Regions from separate parts of the Mus musculus genome. Here regions 1 and 2 are each linked to region 3. The links are chromatin contacts, called in public Hi-C and HiCAR-type maps. All regions are on one chromosome and are shown on one strand. Each heading gives the region's core, a stretch centred on a gene start, on an enhancer-like site or on the middle of the called end of the contact. The rest is flanking DNA. Distances are from core to core; before and after follow the strand shown.

Region 1 (3,001 bases), core at 38-2,537, 2.6 Mb before region 3:
GTCCAGGCAGCCTGAAAAGGCCACCCAGAGCCGCTCAAACTCCGCGCGCTCCTCGGTAGCTAAGCTCCGGTCCCGGAGCGCGACGGTCAACCGGGCGCCGGTGGCCACGGCCAGCTCCCGCGCCTTCTGGCGGGTCTTCTGCAGCTCTTCGCGTAGGTCCTGAGTGTCCGCGGAGCCGCCCACAGTAAGCACTAAGTGATGGTAGCACGCTGTGGTCTTGTTGAGCGCGTCCAGCAGCGCCTTGCACTCCTCTCTGGCCATGGCGCTGCCCTCCGGCGGTACCCTACTTGCAACCTTCAACGTCGTAGGTCGCCTCCAGCCCTGATGCCAGCCTTGAGCAGGGCGGACTGAAAGCTCCTCATGTCCTCGCCGCTGTTCTCAACAGAGCTCTCCAGGGACCCTTGAGGTGCGCCTCCGGCGTCCCCACGGCTGGGGTAGTCTGGTTAGCTTCTCCCCATCCGCTCCTCCATTTCCCCCAGACGCGCTCCGGGTCACGCGTAGTGTCTTTGCACCACTTTCTTTTTCACGGCGGCTCCCTGAGAAGCCCAGAGTGAAGACCCCATCCTTGATCGACCCCAAGTCTCCAAGACGAGCCGCGCGCCTTAGCCCCGGCCAAGGGCAGCAGGATCCAGTTTCCTAGGACACGCCTCCAGCCACCAGTCCAGGCCCGGGGCTTCCTCCGCCCGCCCCCCCCGCCCCCTCCCCGCCCCCGGGCCAGGGGTAGGCGGGGCCCAGCCCAGGTAGATCAAGTGTGGCTTTCCCTCTTCTCCCTACCATGATAATTCTGGAACCTTAGCGCCCTACAAATTCAAGGTTTTTTTTTTTCCTACTTTGCAGACGAGGAAAAGTGAGACTCGGTAGAAAGAATGCTTAGCTTATCGCAGCCCATGCTAGTGAAGGGAAAGGACCAAGGGACTAGACCCTGTAGGCAACAGAGTAGGGTGGCTCGGAAGTCTGGGCACCTCCAGTTTGCATCACCAGTAGCACGGGCGATCGACCGGGTAGGATTGTTACTTAGTTGGAGCTCTCTTCTTCATCACAGTCTAACCCCATTTCAGGGGCCCAGCTTGGACCCCACCCCTAATATCAGATCTTCCTTAGGTCCCGCCTCTCGAATTCTGGGCACGCGCACTCCCTGGTTCTGGGCGGGGCTAGCTTGAGTAGGAAGCGCGGAGTCGCCTGGGCCCCACCTCCGACTGAACTAGACTTAATGATTGCTCTGTTTACGTGTCAGTCTCGACTAAAACGACCTCTTATTGGACAGACTGGAGCAGGGTTCCGCCCAACGGCGGAGTAAAGAGGTAGGCTGAAGAGTGGAGCCACCGCACCCGGGTGGTGGGCACTCAGGTCCCAGCCCAGGGTCCGGGAGGTGCTGTCGTAGCACAGAGGTGAAACTATGTAGCCTCTTAAGTAAGTGTCTTCTGCGGGTATCCTCCAGCGCCTCCCTACTCTGGGGAACGCCGAGGTCGGGCGGGGCCTGGGAGAGGAAGGGGGAGGGGTTCCCTGCACTGAAGGGGAGCCCCAGGCTGGGCTGATGGGCCCCAGGGGCCCGGACCCGTGGCGGGCTGAGCCTCCCAGCTCTCCCGTTCCTCTGCGGTCCGCATCGCGGCGCGCACGTTGTCCACTAGGTCCAGAGGGATGCCTAGGCGGCGCGGAGAATGCATCTGTTCCTGTGGCACCACGGCAGGCCTGGGTCCCCCGGAGCTGGGACTTGGGGCAGTGGGCAGAGCTGTCGCTCCCAGGCCATGTGGCCTGGGAGGTTTTCCGGTGACCAAACTGAGGGAGGAGGCTGTGTGTTCAGATCCTGGTCTAGGCCAGCTGATTGAGTTTCCGCCGGGGCTGAAAGTGGAAAGGGTATCCCTGCCTGCTTTACACGTGGCGAGGTCCTCTCGTCCTGTATGTAGAGAAGACTTATGGAAAACTCAGGTACCCAGAGACGTACAACCACACAGAGTGTGTTCGGTTTCTTGGTTGAAAACGGACTGCCCAGATGCGCGCGCGCCAGGCGGTGCCCCTCCAGCCTCTCCTCCAGCTCCAGGGGACCTGGACACTCAAGGCGGGGTGGGTGGCAGGGGAAGCAAGTGACACATCACCATCTAGGAGTGAGAGGCTTGGGATAAGAGGGCTAGTGAGACTGGACAGACAGAGTTCTCAGTGGCTGGGATTTCTGTTTCATTCTGTGGAGAGATGCTCCTGTTTACATCAAACACTGTAAACTTCCCATTGATCCGGAGCGAAAGCAGCACATAGTAGGGTTTTCAGAGTCCCCCAGTGCAGGCCGTGGTGGTGTGTCAACCGACAGGATCTAGGGCCCTGAACCCCAGTACTTACTGTCACTCAGGGGTCTTTCCTTTAGCCAGCTCAGCTGTCGGTTTGCATTCAGAATTTGGATATTGTGAGACTTAGCCATTCTTGGGGCAGGGCGGGGTGATGATTGCAGCCACGCAGGAGCCACCCACCCCCATGGGTTTTGATAGGGGACTAGGTTTGGGGACCGAATGGGTGGAAGGAGGGAGAACCCATCCCTTTGGGAAGCTGTAGGGCATGGGGAATGATGGGGCTTAGAAAATGGACAATGGCCAAACACCAAGTATGGATCATTCAGCTTGTTAAGGGGGGGTGGGGGTGGGGGAGGAGGCTTGGCGGGGCGGGGGTGGGGGGGAGAAGGAAAGACAGAGGAATACTGTATAGGAGTATTGGAGAGGTCACTTGGGTGTGGTTCACCAGGACAGGTATGTGTGCAATTGGGAGGCAGAGGAAGAGAATGGGCAGAGGAGATGTTGTTGGGAAAGCAGCCAGGGTCTTGCAGTTGGCTGAAGGTGTATTCCTGGGTTAGACCTCGGGAGAGCTCCTCCAGCCCTGATGCCTCACCTGAGTCATACAGCAAACAGCAGTTCTAGGCGAGCAGCAGTGGTGTCTGCACAGGGCCTGGGGTCAAGGTCATGACTGGGCCTCCATGTGTTTACTGGACTGTGCTAGCCTCATACCAAGCTGCTGCAGG
Region 2 (2,979 bases), core at 267-2,766, 2.5 Mb before region 3:
GAGCCCTAAGCACCCCCGAATGATCGTGCGTTCTGGGGTAACACGTTGGGATTTTCCATGACCCTGACCACAGCCCAATGTGTAAAACAACACAACTCATGTGTTCTGCCAAAATAAATGCTGCCGGGTTCCCCTGACCTACACCTGACAGCAATGTCACTGCGGTGTTTGCCTTTAGCAAAGCTCTGTCCCTGAGCTTTGGGGCAAGAGACCCCACTCTTGGCTGCCAGCTAATAAAGGACTCCAACTTGGCCTTCTGTGTGTGGTAGCCTGCAACTTTCTCACCCAGACTGTAGCATCAAGCCACCCAGGGTTGGGCACTGAGACTGTGTTTCAAAGGAAACAAACACACCACACACACTACACACACACACACACACACACACACACACACACACGCGCACACACACACCCTACTGAGGAGGGGCATGGTGGCACATACCTGGAATCCCAGCACTCAAAGCTGACGGTTGAGGATCAATACTTGGAGGCTAGCCTGGACTACCAAGTGAGATATCATCTTAAAATCAAGTAAAACGTAACCAGCAAATCATTTGGAAAACAAAAACCCAATGTATAAGCTGTCGATCTTACAAAGAATCTGTAGTCTTTGAATAATTAACAATTCCAAGTACTCAAAAATCTGAGTATTTTCATTAAAAAAAAAAATAAGCTTAGTGCCAGGATTAATGGCCTACACCTTTAATCTCAGCACTCAGGAGGCAAAGGCAGGCAGATTTTTGAGTTTGAGGCTAGCCTGGTCTACAGAGTGAGTTCCAGGCCTGCCAGAGCTACACAGTGAGACCCTGTCTTGAAAAGAAGAGCGAGATTGCGAGAGAGATTGCGAGAGCAGTCAGTGAGCCTCTGAGCTCAGTTGTAGCCTCCACGGGACAGGGGGTGGTGGGTGGAAGAAACCTGGTAGAGAATATGCCAGTGTGTGGCTTCCCAGATGGAATCGGAGGCACAGAAAGACGGCCCAGGCTTCTCCTCCTTTCCCACTCTACTACACACTTCTGAAACAATCTCACCCACACAGCTACAAGCTGGTAATAGGAAAATGTCCGTTTTCCAACACAGATGGAGTGCCTGCCTTCGGAGCCACAAATCCAGCTTCCTCAACTCCCTATCTTTAGCACGACTACTTTGAAAGAGCCTTCAGTATCAAAAGTCAGCTGGGGGGAGGGAGGGTTGTGGTGACAAGAGAACCATGAGTTCAGAGCCAGCCTGGGCTACACAGTGAAACCTTGTCCTTGAAAATAACATCTAGGCCCCAGAAATCAAGAACCCGGCTGTTCTCAGTCCTCTGTTCCTAAGTGACCCCAAAAGACAGCTCGAGGCTGGTGACTCAGAAAGGGCCTCTCATTTCTGCAAAGGTGACTCAGAATGTCAGTCAGCCTTGCCAGTAACTAGAAGGTTAGTGCTTTGAGCCACACGGTATCATATTACTCTGACCTCTCTAGGCTGCAAACTATGTTCAGCCCGTGGCCAGTGACTGAGTCTCACGCCAGCTAGTTTTTATGTTGACTTGACACCAGCTAGAGTCTAGTAGAACCTTGACTAGGAAGCGCCCCTCCCCATCAGACTAGCCTATGGGAAAGCCTGGTACATTTTCTTTATCAGTGTGGGAGGGATCAACTCACTGAGCAGAGCCACCCCTGGGCAAATAAAAGCAAGGAGAGTAAGCAAGCCATGGAGAGTACGCCAGTAGCCAGCACTCATCCCTCCATGGACACTGACTGCCTGAGTTCCTACCTCCAGGTTCCTGGCCTGGCTTCCTTTAAGGATGCGCTGTGACATGGAAGTGTAAGCTGAGATAGACCCTTTCTGCCCCAAGTTGCTTTTCCTCAGGGTGTTTCATCCCAGCAATAGTAACCCTAAGGAAAACACTTGTTTATCCAGAGCTTGGATGAGCTGCCCCTGCTGGCATCAAACCTCACACTGCCACACTGCCATGCCAGGAGAGCACTTCCACCTGAGCTCACAAGGAAGGGCAACGGATGCTTGGGATTCGAATGCTCTGGACCACCCTGCATCTCTCCCTTCAGCTGGTTCTAGCCTGTATCTTTGTTCCACCTTCGAGTCCAGCACGTCCAGGAGTTCTAGGATTCGACCTAGCCAACTGCTCATCCTGAATGGCTAGGGCACCTCAGGATTTACAGCCAGCTGCTCAGAAGTGAGAGTCACCTGGGACTCCTCAACTTGAGACTGGAGTTTGGCTTTTTGGTTTCTTTGTTTTGTAGACCAGGTCTCTCTGTGTCACCGTGGCTGGCTTGGAATTCAGAGGCCAGCCTGCCTCTGCCACCTAAGTGCTAGGAATAAAGGCGTGTGCAACTGTGTCTAGCTGCAACTAGAGTCCGCAGCCATAGCTGTTTTGGCCAGAACTAGTTCTCAACCTGGGAGGTTTGGCCTCACTGGTGGCGAGAAGGAACTGTGTCCTGGAGAACTGCAAACGGCATTGTTACAGAGAATGGCTGATGTATCCAGCCAGCCACCAAGCTGCTCACAGAATGTATCAGGTTGTCACTGATCTTTCTGCCCTGATTAACATAAAAATGTCACCTTCCATTTAGAAAAAAAAAAAAAAAAGTCCTTCCAGGCCAACTTCCTAGAAAACTCTGACTACACCTTCTTCTCTCCACCTCCTGCCAAGCTCTGAACCCCTACACAAAGGGAGTGCAAACTCAAGTTCCCCAAAGGCGGCACATCTACATGAATGGCTGCAGACCCACAGCCATCTTTGGTCTCAGAAGCCATTTGTCCCCAGCCTCTCTACTGACCTAGGAGACCCATCTAGTGGGTGTAACCTTCGGTGTGTACTCACTTAGCTAACAACTAGCTTCTCTCAGCATTCCAATGAACGTCACCTGACAACATGTAACACCCACAGCAAGGGAGAAGTGAGAGCCACTTTTCACCCCCCACCCCCCCCCACTCAAGGTCCTAGTTTGCTTTCTCCTGCTGAGATGAAGCACCGTGACT
Region 3 (3,147 bases), core at 489-2,988:
AACCTTAGTGAAATACAACCACACTCAGACTAACACAATCTAACATGTATTTACTCTCTGGCCCCTTACTGGTAAAATGCACAAGACACCTTGCGTGTGGATGTGGCTCACAACAATATGGGTTCTGTCCTGATGCAAGTCCTCAAGCCCTCTTGCTCACTGCAGTACAGCCCTTAAGAGAGGTCTGGGGCCCTGAACTCAGGAAGGAGTGAGGTACGGGAGTAAGAGGTAAGGTTACAAGGGGCAGGCAGGGCCTGTCTTGCAGGTCCACAGGCCAGTGTGAGCATTCCAGAGTTATTACAAGGGTACTAAGGGAGTGGCACCACCCAACAGAGTCACTGAGACCTTCTAGAATCTTCCTCCAGGAGAACAGATTAAGGAAAATAAACCCTTAGGTGCTACTTTCTTAGCACCCACTGTTTGCTAGACACAATGTTAATTAAGCACAAAGCATGGCTGTAACTCCGTGCCCATGAGCCACTTCACAGTCACCACCCAAGAACCTCAGGAGTGGGCCCAGCTTCCAGATAAACTCTGAGCCAAGGTAGAAAAACTTTGGCCCAGAGGGCATTCCTATAATCTAGCATCTGGTAAGATTAGATAGGAAGGTAGAGAGTTGTAGGTCAATCTGGACTATACAAGGAGACCTTATCTCAAAAAAAGCAAAATCTTTTGGGTAACCTGGTGTTTGTGGCCATGTCCTATCCCGGGAATTCACATGATGAAAAGGAGACAATAACTTCTGAAACTTTTGGCCCTAGTAAACAAAACAACACGCCCCCACCCCCCCAAAAAACAAACAAACAAACAAACAAACAAACAACAACAACAAAAAAAACATGCCCTGGGTCAGAAGTTCTTAAAATCCAGAGTGTGTAGTCTTTCCTACTGCCTGACTTTGGTGTCTTTCACCGCATAACACACAGGGTAGTCAGTCCCATCCCGCAGGCCACAATGCCAAACCCCTCCTTCCTTGGCGGGACAGGGTTGGCCAGGTCCCAGTGCTCAGACAACTAACTGGCCTAGCCACTCTGAGCAGCTCTGAGGGCTGACGTGGGCAGGACGCACAGCAAATGAAGCACTTCAGCTTACAAAAACCGCAGGGGTCTTGACTCTAGCACTGATCGCCCCTCCTCTGCAGCCTCTGACCGGGTAGAATCTGATACCGGTTTTGTTCACATTCTAAGGACTGCGCCCTCTCCGGGGAGTGCACACATTCCACTGAGACTTGGAACTGCCGGTTTCCCTCCTGCTAAGGCCTGGGGACACCTCTTTATTGTACTTCAGTTACTCCCTAGGAGAATCCAGGCCCGGTCCCACACCAATAACTTCCTATATGAAGAGTCGCGAACTCAAACTCTTCAGGGTCCCAAATCCGAGGCTATTGAGAACCGTCCCTCCCAACCCAAGACGTCTCTGGCCAAGACGAGGTTCCCGGAACATCACGGGATAAGGAGAGGGTAGAGACTCTGCGGAGAACCCTTCTCCAACTCGCGCACAGTCCTGGGACTCAGTGGCCCTAGAGTCCCAGCTGTCAACCCCTTCCCAAGTCAGAAAACAGCGAGCAGCCTCTGCTCCAGTGGAGCCCCAGATGCGGGTTCCTGAGGCCACCTCTACCCACAGCTGCAGACCTGGCAGGGTGGAGGGCGGAAGGGGAGCGCTCTCCCCCTCCGTAGCCTGCTTACCTCCCGTAGGAACCTCCGCGTCCGCACAGCCAGTCCCGAACTGGCGCCCGCCAATCCCTGCGCCGCCCACGCCTCCGGGTTCCAATTCTCTGGTCACGCCCCTTCGAGGGACTCTGGACCAATCGAAGCCCTGGCACGCAGGCGGGGGCGGAGCCGGCCCGAGTTCTCCAGAAATGTGCGCGGGCGTAATTAAACCGCTGGACCGTAAACGGGTCAGCAGCGGTTGTGCGTGGGGACGATGGGCTGATTCCTGGTTGGAGTCCGGTTCCCAGCTTTGCTGGTCGCCACACTCAAGACTGAGTCGGCGCTGGTCAGAGGAACAGCCTGTGAGGGAAGCAGGCATGACGGAGTGGTGGGCCCTCAGGTGCCCCTGTTACTATGATGTTACTCTTTTCAGCCACAGAGACACACGTTTTCTTAACGATCAACAGAACTTTATAATTTTTTTCCTAGAGGAAAATGTCAAAAGTACACGGGAGGAAATTAGTTTAGTGGACCCCAGGCATTCATCGTGTAGATCCAAGACGAACAGGTACCCCGCCCTGGCTACTGGTGTCACTTAGAACTCAATTCCAAGGCTGCTTTCCCATCTCACCTGCCCCCACGCAATTCTCATCCACTGTCTTCTGGTTCCTTAAAAACCACTCCCACCCTTCGCCCTCTCCCTCCTTTGTCATTTCAGTGTCACCTCCTCAGAGAGGTCTCCTTGGCCACAAAGCAGCAGTTCTCAACTCCATCCATTTTTTATTGTCTTGTTACCCCTGGCTGACCAGAAATTCTATATGTAGACTAGGCTATCCCTGAACTCATAGAAGCCTTGCCTCTGTCTCTAGACTGCTGGGCTAATATTAGTCTATAGTGTCAGTTTGTGTTGCTAAACTGGTTACATTGAAGAGGGACTAGCTCTGGTTAGCCTGGTACCCGCTGGGCCAAGACCAAACTGGGTTTGGAAGGGGATGGTGTGGCCCTCTGGTGATGGTGTTAGGGGCAGACCCTTCCCTAAACTGTCCCTTAATCCCTACCATCCCCCACATCCTTACCCCACCAGCGCTTATTGATATTTCTTTTAGGTTTGAAGTTTGTTTAATCATTTACAAAATGCACTGCTGTGAATATTTCAGATGGGGAGAAGACACATAAAAATAGAGACTTTTAGCCCCCCCTCCAGTAAACTCACAATCTCAAGTTCTAGAGAAGTACTCCACCAGTGAGATATTATATCTCCAGCCCTGACTTTAGCTCATCTTTAATCATAAGATTTAGGGATCTGGGTGTCATATGCCTGTGATCTCAGCACGCAGGAGGCTGAGGCAGGAGGATGGAGTTTGAGGGCAGCCTGAGCTACATAATGAGACCTTGTCTCAGTCAGTCAATCAAGGATTTGGCAATATTGGTTTATTTATGCAGAGGTCTGGTCGTTTGCTTATATTGTAATGCTAAATTACAATATAATAACAAGGCC

Evidence for each region. A called contact is a pair of places that touch in the nucleus more often than the background predicts. HiCAR-type assays count read pairs that join an accessible place to other places.
Region 1: a contact with region 3 is called in a HiCAR-type map of astrocytes, with 3 times the contacts expected there. The contact joins the promoter of Ankrd27 here to the promoter of Plekhf1 in region 3. A contact is called at or near these places in 1 of 484 Hi-C or Micro-C datasets (uterus), 1 of 115 datasets of contacts at active chromatin or transcription factors (astrocytes) and 1 of 9 other capture datasets (liver).
Region 2: a Hi-C map of muscle stem cells shows a contact between it and region 3, with 6 times the contacts expected there. The contact joins the enhancer-like site here to the promoter of Plekhf1 in region 3. A contact is called at or near these places in 1 of 39 promoter capture datasets (embryonic stem cells), 1 of 484 Hi-C or Micro-C datasets (muscle stem cells) and 1 of 9 other capture datasets (adipose tissue).

The regions. Positions count from the first base shown.
Region 1 is chr7:35,584,960-35,587,960 of GRCm38.p6, forward strand. It overlaps Ankrd27 (ankyrin repeat domain 27 (VPS9 domain)), which reads left to right and starts at 1,288. Exons shown (of 29, transcript NM_145633.3): 1 at 1,288-1,410. It overlaps Rgs9bp (regulator of G-protein signalling 9 binding protein), which reads right to left and starts at 623. Exons shown (of 1, transcript NM_145840.3): 1 at 1-623. The coding sequence starts at 261.
Region 2 is chr7:35,743,990-35,746,968 of GRCm38.p6, forward strand. All of the region lies in intron 3 of Dpy19l3 (dpy-19-like 3 (C. elegans)), which reads right to left. Among named protein-coding and RNA genes, the nearest start is that of Dpy19l3, 9.0 kb to the right of the region's middle. Within about 2 kb of position 1,517, at least 73 of the 459 cell types and tissues checked have an H3K27ac peak or open chromatin away from gene starts, as enhancers often do. A contact at or near this core is called in muscle stem cells, where this site is marked.
Region 3 is chr7:38,226,256-38,229,402 of GRCm38.p6, forward strand. It overlaps Plekhf1 (pleckstrin homology domain containing, family F (with FYVE domain) member 1), which reads right to left and starts at 1,739. Exons shown (of 2, transcript NM_024413.2): 1 at 1,686-1,739.